Linked DNA regions of Oryctolagus cuniculus: region 1 is linked to region 2. A link is a contact called in public Hi-C data. All regions are on one chromosome and are shown on one strand. The core of a region is the stretch at or near the end of the contact, and the rest is flanking DNA. Distances in the headings are between cores, read along the strand shown. Region 1 overlaps LOC103350930 (a long non-coding RNA gene). Region 2 has its middle 110 kb from the start of IRF2BP2.

The links. Hi-C and Micro-C count contacts between places; a contact is called where the count stands out from the background.
Region 1: a contact with region 2 is called in a Hi-C map of embryonic fibroblasts, with 2.9 times the contacts expected there. The contact joins two enhancer-like sites. A contact is called at or near these places in 3 of 6 Hi-C or Micro-C datasets (embryonic fibroblasts, skin fibroblasts and an unstated tissue).

What each region holds. Positions count from the first base shown.
Region 1 is chr13:54,182,482-54,188,921 of mOryCun1.1, forward strand. The region is part of intron 2 of LOC103350930 (a long non-coding RNA gene); the gene reads right to left. Among named protein-coding and RNA genes, the nearest start is that of TOMM20, 210 kb to the right of the region's middle. Within about 2 kb of position 4,545, at least 2 of the 8 cell types and tissues checked have an H3K27ac peak or open chromatin away from gene starts, as enhancers often do.
Region 2 is chr13:54,019,956-54,026,815 of mOryCun1.1, forward strand. No RefSeq gene overlaps it. Among named protein-coding and RNA genes, the nearest start is that of IRF2BP2, 110 kb to the left of the region's middle. Within about 2 kb of position 4,971, at least 8 of the 8 cell types and tissues checked have an H3K27ac peak or open chromatin away from gene starts, as enhancers often do.

The sequences.
Region 1 (6,440 bases), core at 3,295-5,794, 160 kb after region 2:
CAGGACTGGAAGGACACAGCAGGAAGCCAGGCCAGGATAGGTGGCCCCTGTAAGACAGGGCCCGCCAGCCAGAGGAGGCTTGGTTTGATAAAGAGCTATTCCAGTAGAAGAGAGTGGAGCCCGCTGGATGCAAACATGTAACTCCTGTGTGTGGTTCCATTTATAAGGATCTCGAGAATAGGCAAAACTAATTAGAGGTGATCAAAGTCAGAAAAGCGGCCGCCTTAGGGTGGTAGGGGGCTGTTCCCTGGGAAGAGTAGCAAGAGACTTTCTAGGATGATGAAAATGTTATTTCTCCGCCTTGAGTTGCACAGGTGGACGACAGCGTGAAAGCTGATCGGGCTGTGCATTTAAGAGTTGCACATCTTAACATGTGTAAGCTGTGTCTCAAATCTGATGGAGGGAAAATCAAGATTGGATCAAATGGGCTCTGCTAGGAGGGAGGGACTATTCTGTCCCTGGAGATATTCAGACATCAGCTCTGTAACTGCTCAGCTGGGCCATTTGAAACAGGATTTGAGTCTCACAGGGGACTGGGTGTGTGGCTTTCAGGGACCCTCCTAGTATTGGGAATCCCAGGGCTTGTAAGGAAGCCCCTTGCTCCCACAGCTCCTGCTGACATCTGTGGTCTCTTGGGGGCTGCAGGTGCTGCTGCCTTCCTTTATAGATGACTCCCATCTGTCCTCTCGCAAGTACACAGGCAATGCCTCTGGATGCCTCTGCTGCCCCCAGTCCAGTCTCATGGCTGACCCTTCCCTGGATACACCATCTGCCTAAGCCCATCCGCAGAGTTCCAGAACTCCCCTTGCTCTGCGCAGGATGGTGGCTCCCAGTGCTGGAACCCACTTCTCAGGGAGACCACGCTTGGCCAAGCTCAGGGCTGGGCAGCTCCTTGCTTTTATACCCTAAGCTCCCAAGCCTGCAGTGTACACCAAAGGCCAGTCCCTGGGCTGCAGGCCCCCGGGTGTCTGTAGTGAGGCCTCCTCTGGGCTGGCCTGACACTTGCCCCCAAGGATCCCAAATGTGTCTGGACAGAAACTCCTCTACCCAGTTTTGCACTTGCAGTTTTGCACAAAACTCCACAGCCCATAGCCCGTGTGTAGACGTGCTTACTTAATCATGCAATCACATACTATTCGCTGATCCCTAATTCTGCGTCAAAACTAGTTGGTCAAATGTCCTTGTCCTGAAAAGGAAAGCCATAAACCCCATTGCTCAATGTCATGACATAAGCAAACACAGATTCAAAGACTTTCGCCCCAAGGTTGCTCAGTTCGGAGGAATGGACTGTGGTCAAGGATTTATCTGTTAGGAAGCTGAGGTGGAAGGACTTGCAAAGAACAAACACGAAGACAGCAATAAATCAGGAACTAGAGAGACAGCATTAGACGTGAAAGTCCTCCCAAGAAGCTGCCTCCAAGGACTGAGAAACGTGGGACCCCAGGGCCCCCATTCTGAGCACTGGCAGGCTGCATGCCCGCTTCCATCCTTGCTGTCAGTCCTCAGGCTGACCTAAAGAGGGAGACTTACATCCCCCCATTCAGTGGATGGGATAACCAAGGTCCCACAGCCTTGTGAGAGGCTAATGGGCAGTACCAGAGAACAATCAATTGTGCCTGCCTCAGAGGACCTGAGAACATAACAGGAGAGACACACAGGAACAGCAAGCTCCCACCACATGAGTACCTTCATGAGAATTATCGTACACGGTGTGTATTAATATGTTTGACCTTCACAGCAAGCCTCTTAGGAGCAGACTGCCAGGATCCGCCACTTTCCATCTGAAGAAATCAACATGCTGATAGGTCATGCAAGCACAGGGCCAGACAGCTGATGAGAAAAATGCTACGCCTGAGTTATTTCCTGTTCATTGCCTGTCTCTCTCACTAGAACGAGGGCAAGGGTTGACCCCCATGTCTTCAGTGCCCAGTGGAGCACCTGGCATATAGTAGGTGCTCAGTCAATATTTCTGAATGAATGGATGACTGAGCCATGACTGAAACCCAGCAGTCTTCCAACAACACTACAAAACAAATATTGATCAAGAAAATAACTCGAGAAGCGGGCATTGCAGCACAGAGGGGTTAAGCTGCCGCCTGTGACAGCAGTATACCATATCAGGGCACCAGTTTTGAGTCCTAGCTGTTGCACTTCTGATCCAGCTCCAGGCTAACATGCCTGGGAAAGTAGCAGAAGATGGCCCAAGCGCTTGGGTCCCTGCCACCCACTTGGGAGACCTGGATGGAGTTCTAGGCTCCTGGCTTCGACCTGGCCCAACCCTGACTGTTGCAGCTATTAGGGGAGTGAACCAACAAATGGAAGATGTATTTCTGTGTCACTCTGTCAAATAAATAAATATGTCTTTTTTAAAAAAAAAGAAAGAAAGAAAAGAATGAAAGAGTCGTCACAAGGTAACAGATAAGCACATTTCAGTTGGGTCTAGGGAATGAATTAAATTTCAGTTAGATCTGAGGAAGACCAAGAGGGCTATAGACACCAGGGCGGATCAGTTAGAAAGATCCGAAATCATCTCTATGACCTGGGTCTGATCAAGACCAGGGTTAGCTCTCTGGGGCCGTCCCCACATACCAGACACCATAAACCGCCTGGGAAGGACAAAGGGGGCTGCAGTGCTGGCCAGCCAGGGTTCCTGCACGGCGAGATGATCCCTAATTTTCCCAGAAAGCCAGTGCAGGTGGTTTTTGTCATTTCTCTGGCTCCTGCTCCCTAGGCCGTGACTTAGAGGCTGCAGGTGCAATGGGGCCGCCCACAGCTACCGCCAGAGCTATGCGTCAGCCCCCCTGCCTGGATCCCTTAGCAAAACTCAGCCCCTTGAGCCATGGGAAATGCTGGGCTTCACGGCTGGCTGGCACTCTCCCTCCATGGTGAGAAGCCTTAGGCTCTCCTCCTCCAAGATCTGAAAGGAGAAGCCAGGGCAGAGTGTCTCCTCCCTCACCTGCAGGGGCCCTGCACACACCTGAACCAGGTTCCTCTTGGGCTGCAGCAGGAGACCCCCCTCCTGGGTTGCTGCTGCAAGGTGAGTTCTGACTCTGACCACCTGGGATGAACCTGAAATCACATTGTCTTAACAAGCTTCCAGGGGAAGCCCCTGCCCGCTGCCGGTTCCTGGGCCACACTCTGGAAATCTAGGCAGCAACGGTTCATTTTTTTTCTATTTTTTTCTCCAAAACTTAGTCTTCAATGAATGTTGAGGAAGGAAATAGTTATAAACATGTTCAAAGACTGGAGATCTACAAAGGTGGTACGGTTTTCACCTGTTCAGTAGGGACCTACTATGTAGAAAGGGACAATGGGAATTGAGGTGGACACCTGCCCTTGTGAGAGCTGTGACCACAGGGAGGACAGCTCACCTGAATCTGCTTTCTGCTGTTCTACCTAAGACTGGATGAAATCTGCTTCCTCCAGGTGGGGACACTGGGAAAGCCGAGAGCAGGGCGCCAGCACCAAGCAAGGGCCTTCCTGCTGCATTTTAACATGGTGGAAGAAAGCCCATGGCAAGACAGAGCAAGGGCGCCAGCTTGGGTCTTTCTCCTTCTACTTACAAAGCCACTAACCTTATTATGGGGTCCCACCCTGACGACCTCATCTAATCCTCATTACCCTAATTACCCCCCAAAGGCCCCACCGAGAAATGCCATCAAAATATTTGAATTTGGGGACCAAATTTCCAACATTTGCACTTTGTGGGGAGACACAGTCCAGCTATAGCAATGAGCACTCCCAGTGCAGGGACCGGGTGCCTGGGGGCTGAGGGAAGACGGTCCAGACACTGAGCCTGATGGATGGAGGGGGTGTGTGGGAACCCCCTGCCCAGGACCCTCCTCAGCTGCTCTCACCTGGGCCCATCAGTCCCACCCTTGCACGCCTCCCGAATAGTGCTCCCGAATCATTTTTGTCATTTGTCACGGCCCTGTTAGGGAAAGATAATATTTTTTTGTAGAAGGTGAATAGGGAAAGCAGTTCGCAGCCAGAGGGCTGAGGGGATTGCCACCCCCTCACACCCCTAACCCCCTCTGGCACACCGCCGGGACCTGTGCCCCAAACCCCCTCTGACAGGTCCGCTCAGAGAGGCCCACCGCACCACACTAGCAAAGTGCTGTCTGATTTTCAAGTCACTTTCACTTGTTTTCTCATTCGAGTCTCGCCACCACAACGGGCACTATTAACCCTGTGTTACTGGTGGGGGTGGGGGGGGGGGGGAGAGACATGAGATGACTCAGCAGGGCACACGGTGGGTGAGTCAGCACGAGGTGGGTGGGCAGAGCTATGGAACGGCATCCAGGGCCCAAAATAGGTTGAGCTTGTATTGCCACAAAGTTTTAAAAAGAAAAAAAAAAAAAGCCGGTGAGGCGGAGGTACCACCCTTCCGGGGTAGGGGAAGGAGGCTGTCCGATCCTCCTGTCTTCCTGTTTCAATGGTTTTTCCATCGAAATCTCCACATTGGCTGCCACTGCTCGGGATTCTGAGAAAGTCTGTGACTCTGCTCAACAGGGAAAAGCTTGCTTTCCGGCGGTGCAGCAGGAGCCCTGGAAATGGAGCAGTCAACAAGGCAGGAAGACACGGGGACACAACCAAGAAACATTTGACTCCGAGAGAGTGGAAGCGATCGCAGGTCCAGGATGCTCGCCAGACTGCTCTGCAGCTGCATCAACAAGAGCTAGAGGGAAGAAATCAAGAGCGTACAGGAGGCTTTGGCCTCGGCTCCCAGGCACCTAAATCAGCCAGGCTTTGGAAGGAAGCCACTTCAAATGTTCATGTTAAAACAATGCTGCAATATTTCTTTGTTTCCACTGAGGTTTCCACTGAATAACAGCTGTCAACAACTCAGGAAGACGGGGGTCTGGTCCAAGTCTTTCTTCTTTGCAAGTGTTCTTTTATAAACATTATATTGCTCTTTTCAGCAAGGGCAAAATAAAGGCATGTACAATCACTCCGGAGGGGCCAAATATTTCTGCATATGTTCGTGCCTTTGTTGTGTGACTACATGTGAGAGGTCAAACAAAGTTCCTATATTAAGAAAAGAGCCTTCTTGAATGTATCGTTGAAGGAGGAGGTTATTTGAAACACCTTCTACGCTCTGCTAGAAGGCTTCTTGGGTCTTTTCTAGAGTTTCAATAGAAAGAGAAGCGGCTGCCAGGGGCTGTGGGGAGGGAGGAAGGGGAGGCAGTGTTGAATGAGCGTGGAGGCCCAGCTTGGGAAGATGAAAAGGCTCTGGAGATGGCTGGCGGCGATGGCTGTGGAGCGATGTCAGTGTGCTGCATGCCACCAAGCTGCACACTTACAAGGTGTATGTTTTAAGTTATGTATAGTTTACCATAATAAAAATCATGCCAAAAGTGTTTTCAGAAAAAATTTTTTAAGAAAAAGTCATCCTGCTGAAAAGAATCTAGGGCCGGGTGTTAGGCCAGCACTCCGATTGCATACCTCCCATATCTGAGTGCCTGGGTTCGAGTCCCAGCTCTGCTTCTGAAGCTAGGATCCTGCTAGTTCACCCTGGGAGCCAGCTAGTGAAGCTCATGGAGTTCGGTCTCTGACACCCGTGCGGGGGACCTGGATGGAGTTCTGGGCTCCTGGCCCCCACCTGGCCCAGTCCCAGCCTTTGCAGGCATTTGGGGAGTGAACCAGTGGATGGAAGATGTCTTCCTGTTTGTCTTTCTCCCTCTACCATAAAATGAAAAAGAAATACACAAAGAAAAAAAAACAAGTAAACTTAACATCTTCATTTTTTTAAAATCTAAGAGGTTTTACAAGCTTATTATGCTTGATATTTAAGACTAGCTCATTTGATTTTACCTAACCACTAACCCTGCTTTCAAAGTTCCTGATTTGCCGAGTCTACTCACGAGCAGTAGACACCCTGGACTGCTGTGTCTCCCAGGCCCACCCCCGGCCAGGCCCCCACCTGAACAGCCTTCCATCTGAGCTGCAGTGGCACATCTCTGTGTGCAGAGTCCCCTCCCCTGGACCGTCCCGGGTCCTCTGCAGACATTGTTCCCACCCCGGCCTCTCACCCAGCCAGCTATATCCACCACCCAGGGCTCAAAGCCACCTGAACTGTGAGATCACAGCGAGAAGTCAAGAACCAGTTCTTCAAACTCTGCTCAGCCAGCCACAGCTTGGTGAAAACACACAGCCCCACTCACAGCGTCTTGAGATGGTCCGCAGTGAGCTGGCAGGCTGGCCGTGGCCCTGGGGGCACAGTTGCTGGGCACGGCAGCCCTCACCTGCTGTGCAAGGAGTACCCTATGAGAGTCACTCAGAGTGTACCTTGTGACGGATGATGAAACAAGAAACTCAAGCATTGCTCCAAGGGCCTCTGCCTTCTGCTTCTGAAAGCTTTTCATCTTTCCTCCATGAAAATCTTGAAATGGTTCTTCCAAAGTTACATGATACATGAGACAGATTTTCTCCCTGATACC
Region 2 (6,860 bases), core at 3,721-6,220:
GGACTGGTCTCTGATGTTCCCTTGGGCTTCTGCCCCTGCAAACTGGGCAGTGCATGCAAGGTCTGCCTGCTGACATCTGTCGCTCATCCCCGGTCACCCGACCAGGGTCAGTATTTCTGTTCTGCCTGCTCTGTTGTGCTCATGGATCAATGGCAGTCAGTAGAGAACAAACCGTGCCAAAGCGGAACGTCTGCTTCTTGGCTGACTCAGCTTGGGACAGCAAGGCAGGGGGGCACCTGGCGTGGGGTGAAGTCCTTGGTTGTCCCTTACGAAATACTAACTGAAAATGGACTGGCGTTGGCCTGGTTCTGAGAAGGTCACCCAGGTGGGATTGGAGAGGCAGAGGCACTGTGTCAACAGAGGGGAGCGATAAGCAGCGCATCATTTCTCAGAGCTAATGTGTCCGATCGTGTACCGCCAGGATCAGGTTTATATCTCTCTGCAGATCGGTGTGTTTTTATGACAACCATCTCCATAGCAACCAGGTGTCCAGACACTAAATGGATCTCAAGGCTATTAAATCTCAGCCTGGAGAGCGAAGCCCACTCTGCCTGTGTTTTCTTGGGAGCCATTGCACACAGAGGCTGGTTCGTGGGTTGGGGTACTTGGGACTTCTTCCCAGGACCCAGCAGGGTGCAGAGGATAGCCATGGTGGGAGAGGAGACTTTCTTGACCTCTTTTACCAGTGACCCAGAGGAAAGGATAAACAGCAGGTAGATGAAACAAAATGGGAAGATATTGCAAATGTCAGTGAGAGCGGAGAAATTCTGTGGACGGCTGTGGAAGAAATAACCAAGCGAGATTTGTCCTAGAAAGCTCTAGTTGGTACAGCTGAGGGCTGATATGCCAATGCAAGAAGGTTTAAGTGATTTGCAAAGCAGAATCTTTTGAGGAGAGTGGGGAGAGAAGGATGATAATTTGGTTTGAATCAAGGATGCTGTGCAATTAAGAGCAGGGGCGGCACAGGTCTGGCTGGGCTGGAGCTCAGGTCCTGGTCAGGGAGCTGAGGTGCCTCCTGGGTTGCTCAGGTGAGCCCAGAGAACACGCTCAGGGCAGGTGGGAGTGGTGAAGGCAGCTTGCGATGGCTGGGATGCGGTCAACGTGGGTTCTCCCCAAGGCAACGCTTGCCCACACCGAGTCCTCGCCCTCAACAGACACGCTGTGGCTTTCTTTGCTGGTGCTCTCCCGCCTTGATGGTGAGAGGCAAAGGCTTCTTTGGTTCTGAAGCAGTGCCAACTGCCCATAGAGGGGCCCCATAACCACGGGCCAAGCAGAACTGGGAAGGAAACCACGGCCATGCCAACAGGGACAATGTGACAAAATGGAACAAAAGGACTTGCGATTGGAACCCCAGGAAGAAGTTTCCCAAGCGACACCTAAAAAGGCTGCAAATGGCCTTTTGGAGGGAACTTCCAAGCCTGTCATAATCTAAATGAGGACTGGATGAGGCAGGGTGGACGGCTGGGAGGGGCATGTGGGTATGAGGGAGGAAGAGGAGGCAACCCAATGCTCCCTTCTCCCTGTGATTGTCCCACCAACCCAGTGCTTCTGCAGTGTGGCCTGTCTGTTGCACCAGGACCCTTGGGTCCCTCAAAGCGACGTGTGTCCTGTGCAAAGCTGCCTTCTCCCAGTGGAAAGCCAAGGGTTAACCCTGTAACTGTCAGCATGGCTGACAACCAAAGAAAAGGAAACCGCATTCTCTATGAATGAAGGAGGACACAGGAGGAAGGTAGTTTTTCCCTTTTCTTTTTTTAAAAGCATGAGTAAGATCCTCAATATGTTTCAGATTATTTAGCAAATTCTTTGAAAAGGGCCTTGGGTCACTACCCAACAGATCAGGGATGTAGAAACCACATTCTTCCGACTTCCCTTCCCATCCTGACCCCGGAGATAGATGGCAGATTGGGCGTCGCGGGGGTCTTTGTTTAGTTAACCATTAACAATTCATAAAAGTTCAGATCCCTGCGTGATAAGTCCAGTCCTCGGAATGTTATTAGAAAATCCTATTTCTAGTCTGTTATGAAACAGAGGTTTGATGTGCTGCCAGGTCTGTGGGGAACTCTGGAAACAACACTTGCAGCTCCGAGGAGCCGGGCCCGGTGGGTGGGTGGGTGTTACATAAAGCTCTCCTAGCCATTCGGGCTGCTCACACAATGGGAGGCTGCAGCGGACAAAACTCAGAAAGAGTTCATGCAAAACGCGAGCCAACCCGTTCTCCCCACTTGTTCTCAGGCCAGCAACAAATTTGTGGGAGCGGTTTGGAGACCCCCGGGGCCCAGAGCTCAGGTTGACAGCAGATTCAACCCAATAATGCTTGGGCCGCTCAGAGGTGAACGGCACCTTCACAAAGACCTCATGGAAGGCAAAACAGCTCTCCGCACCTCTGAACCAATCGCCAATTGAAATTCACACACACGCACACACACACACACACACACACACATCTTTCTTCTTTACGCTGCTCTGGGTTTCTCTGGGTACTGCAGGAGTAAAAGGGAGGGCGGTCACACCACGAGATCCCTGCCAAGTGAAACGCATCTAACGGCGCGGCGGTGTATCTGAAGCAAATGGATAAGAATCTCATTTCTAAACTCTTGGATCCAAAATTATGTAGATTAGGATGGAATTCTTTTCTGATGCTGCTTGCCAACGCTTGTGGGTTTTCTGAAAAGCATGTGTCCAGTCCATTAGGTCTGGGAGGGTGAGAGTGAGGGTGGAAGGGGACACTGGAAGGAGGAATCACACAAAACCCACTATGGAGCTGCAGATCAAGGCTGGCGGCCCAGGATGCTCCCCTTACACGTGAGAGCCCTGAGGGTGTTAGGAGAAGGCCCAGAGGATGAATCTGACTCACAGGTCTGCGGTGGGATGGCCTGGGGGGAGAGAAGGGCAGCTGGAGAGAGAAGAGTCTTAGTGGGCAGCCCCTAAACCTGCCCAGGGACCTAAGGCTGCTCTCTCCACCATGCCTCTGGCCCTGGGCACAGTTTCTGCTTCCTTGATGACCTGTAAAAGGGGGAAGGAAAAGAATGGCTTCAGAAACTCCCAGAATCCTATCTGTCTGTATGAAGGCAATCATCCAGCTGGCAGGTAATCCTACTTTATTTTTATTTTTTTTTAAAGATTTTATTTCTTTACTTGGGAGATGGAGTTACAGAGAGTGAGAGGGAGAGACAGAGAGAAAGATATTCCATCTGCTGGTTCACTCCCTAGGTGGTGGCAACAGCCTGAGCTGTGCCGAACCAAAGCCAGGAGCCAGGAGCTTCCTCCAGGTCCTCCACATGGGTGCAGGAGCCCAAGGACTTAGGACATCTTCCACTGCTTTCCCAGGCCATAGCAGAGAGCTGGATCAGAGGAGGAACAGCCAGGACTAGAACCAGGGCCTATATGGGATGCTGGTGCTGCAGGTGGAGAATTAACCTACTGTGCCACAGTGCCGGCCCCAGATAACCCTACTTTATGTAAATCAGATTCCCCCAAATCTAGGGGGTTTGCATCTTCCACACCCCTGGCCTTGGTTGAAGAGGCTGCAAAGAGTAAGAAAAATGAACAGTCACCTGCTTGCCTTAAACCAACGCCAAGACATCCTAGTTGACTCCGAAGGTGCATTTCTCCTTCACATAAGTCCTTGAGACGCCATCGGAAATCCAATAAGCATTTGTACCAAGATGTCCCTTGAAAGACTCCATGAGAAGTGAAAAATAAACAAGCGAATGGAGAATGCTAAGAGGACAGCTGAAGCAGCCAATGAGGACAGTGTTCTTGTCCCAGGAGAGTGGATGGTGCCCATTCAATAAGCAGAAGGGCACCCTCTGCAGAGAGAGGCTTCGCATAAGGATTGCCACCCCACCTGCAGGTGGAGCACCTGCCGCCAGACCCCCAGATGCTGGCGATGGTGGAAGCTGCCCCCGGCCACTGTGGCCCTAATGAGCCCATTTCAATTGAAATGAGATCAATACTACTCATTTTTCTCTTGCTGGCTCCCGAGTGATTCATGAATCTGAAAACTAGTTCATGAATCAGAGTGGGGGGGGGGGGGCTTGGAGCGGGGGCGGGGGAACATTTGTGCAGTCGGCAAACCTCGATTCCTTTCATGAACCCAGCCATGAGTTGCATAACACTCGCCTGCCTGCTAGTTTAAACCAGTCTTTTCGGAAGCAGCTTTTGGCTTCTCCTTATTCACCTCTTTCCCTTCTGGAAAGGGACAGAGTGGCACTGCGTCCTGATTGTGTGTCTGTGTGTCGCAGTGGGTATCTTTATGCCTTTTGTGTTTGCAGCTGTGGGCATGTCCCTGGTTAAGGGCATGCGTGCACAGACAATAGACTGTGCATATGCTATGTGGCCTGGGTGTGTACCCGTGTGGGTGCATGGATAATGGTCTCTGTGTGCATATCCTATGTGACGTGTGTGTGTGTGTGTGTGTGTGTGTGTGTGTGAGAGAGAGAGAGAGAGAGGCCGCGGGCCCTTTAAACCTGAACGGGAGCCAAGTTCATTTCTCAGCGGAGCTTCATAAGGAAGCACGAGATGGGGCAGTTGGAAACCACATCCCTACGAGTGCTGATTACCGCCTCCGAAGGAAAATGAGATTTTTATCTCACAGGAATTCAGTTATAAAAATAAAATACAGCGTCTGGCTTGATTCAGCTAAATGTGCAAGCACCGGGGTGTTTTTAATTTTGTGGAGAAGCTGGACGAGAAGAATGACCTAAAACATTGCATTTAAAGAAAGTCAGAGTCGAGGGGGCGGCTACAGGAAGTGAGTGGGTGTGGAGGTGTGTGTGTGTGTGTGTGTGTGTGTGTGTGAAGGAGAGAGAGAGAGAGGACATGGAGGGAGGGAAGGAGAGAGAAACCCACCCTGCTGGCAACTGAATGCAGCAGGATGATGTCATTGGAACAGTCGGAGGAGAGAGAAGAAAAACAACTGGGAGCTGTGCTAATCCTGTTTGCTGCCCTGAAGGGAATGGACGGCGGCCAAGGCAGGGAGTTCTGGGAAACCATATAAGGGTGCCAAACAAGCTTTGCCGCCAACATTGGGAACTGACAGCTTTGTTCTTTGTAACTTGGCTGCCGGCCAGAGGCCTCATTTCAGCTCTGCGGCATGATTACCCTGGCCGGCCGCCAGCCCCGCGCTGAGAGCTCCTTTTCTTCTCTCTGAGCTTTTTTTTTTTTTTCCTCTTTCCCTTTGCCAAACATGCAGCCGTTACCATGGCAGTCGAAAGTAAAGTTTAAAAAAAAAAAAAAAAAACACAACAAAGTGGAGAGAGGCACGCCTTTCTCCAGATGTGCCACATGAGCAGAGAGAAGAGCAGTTAACCTGGGCGTGGGGTCCCGGCTGCGCAGCCGGGGCCGGCGGGCGGGCGGGCGGGCGGATGCGCTAGCTGCCCAGCTCAGGGATCAACAGAGCGCGGCCCAGCGTAGCCCGGCCCTGGCTGCGCCGGCGGCGAGAGGCTGGCTCCCAGGCCTTGTTTTCCTTCTCCCTCTTTCTTCCTGAGGCATTGTGGAGTGCGTAATGTGAAACGGAAAATGTCATGATTTCCACTGGGAACGTGTCCACGGTTGGAGAAGGCTCCAGAAAGCAAGCCGGGTTCATAGCGCCTTAAAGGGAGGAGAACGGGCCGGAAGGGCACGGGGACGGACACGGTGGCCCCTGGCGGCCAGGGTGAAGCTGCCCAGGCTCTGCCTGCTGCCGGAGCACAGCGGGGTGCTGGTCTTGGGTTCCAGGCCGTGCGGTGGTTCCGGGTGCCAAGGGAGGCTGAAGGAAGCCAGGGGGCAGGGGCCTTCCTTTTGCCCATTGGGAGACACCCTCTGTAGTGTCTCTTTACAAGGGGACTCTGCGAAGAGCCCAGTCTCCTATTTTTAACCGGGTTCATTTTTCACCTGCTTGGAAAGTGGAACATCTCCCGGGAGGTGACAAGTCGTGACGGAGGCACAGCTCCAAGCGGAAGGTTGGCGGGGGTCCGAGGCAAAGGTTACTACTCAGAAGTGGAGCCTCCTTCGTCAGCGTTCCCCCACCGCAACATCAGATACTCCTCACCCTCCCGTTCAGCAGAGTTCCCAGAAGGGCCTCCTCTGATTCTAGAAAGTGCTGCAGCAGGCAGACTCGGCCGTCTCCTGGACGCTTGTGTTACACACAACGGCCAGGCATAGGCAGGGGCTGCTTTCACAGGGCCTGTGGCCACCTTCCTGTCAAACCCGCTGGCTAGGGGTTCGCTTCACATGGGCCCTGGCCAGTCCTCTGAAGGGGCCTCTTTGCCTCTCGGAGGGAAATGGCTCAAGGTCGCGGAGGGGAAAGTTGGCAAGTCGGCCAGAGAGCTCCCCGGAGTCCCTCCGCCAGCTCCCCCAGCCTGCCACACAGGCCTGCGCTACTTTCTCGGGACATATTCTTAGCAAGGAGTTGCTTCCTTACTAAGTGAAATCAAACAGGGACGCGCAGCGGGGCGCAGCCGGGATTGATCTCTTTGATGCATGCTGCAAAGCAGAGTAGTTACCCACACCCACCCCTGCCGCGTGCAATCCGTGCACGTCCCTGCCTCCCCGGGACCCCCAGACACCTTAGCTGACCCTCCACGCGGAGGACCTAGCCGTGATGGAGAGCTGCACCACTTCCAATGCGAACAGGTCCCATGCGCTTGGGGTCGGGGAGGCAGGCAGAAGCCAGGGGCAGGGGGAGCCGGAGACCAGACAGCAACGATAAAAGCCTGTCTCTGGGTGGAACTGCTTAGAAGACAAACTTGCACTTCTTGAGAAGGAGGACAGGAAAGGGAGGCTTGGGTTGGGGGCAGCACCGTGAGGTTGTTGCTGTCCTCTTTCCGTAACCAGAGGCCAGGAGAGCTCACCCAGAGACAAAGCAGAGCACCACCCGC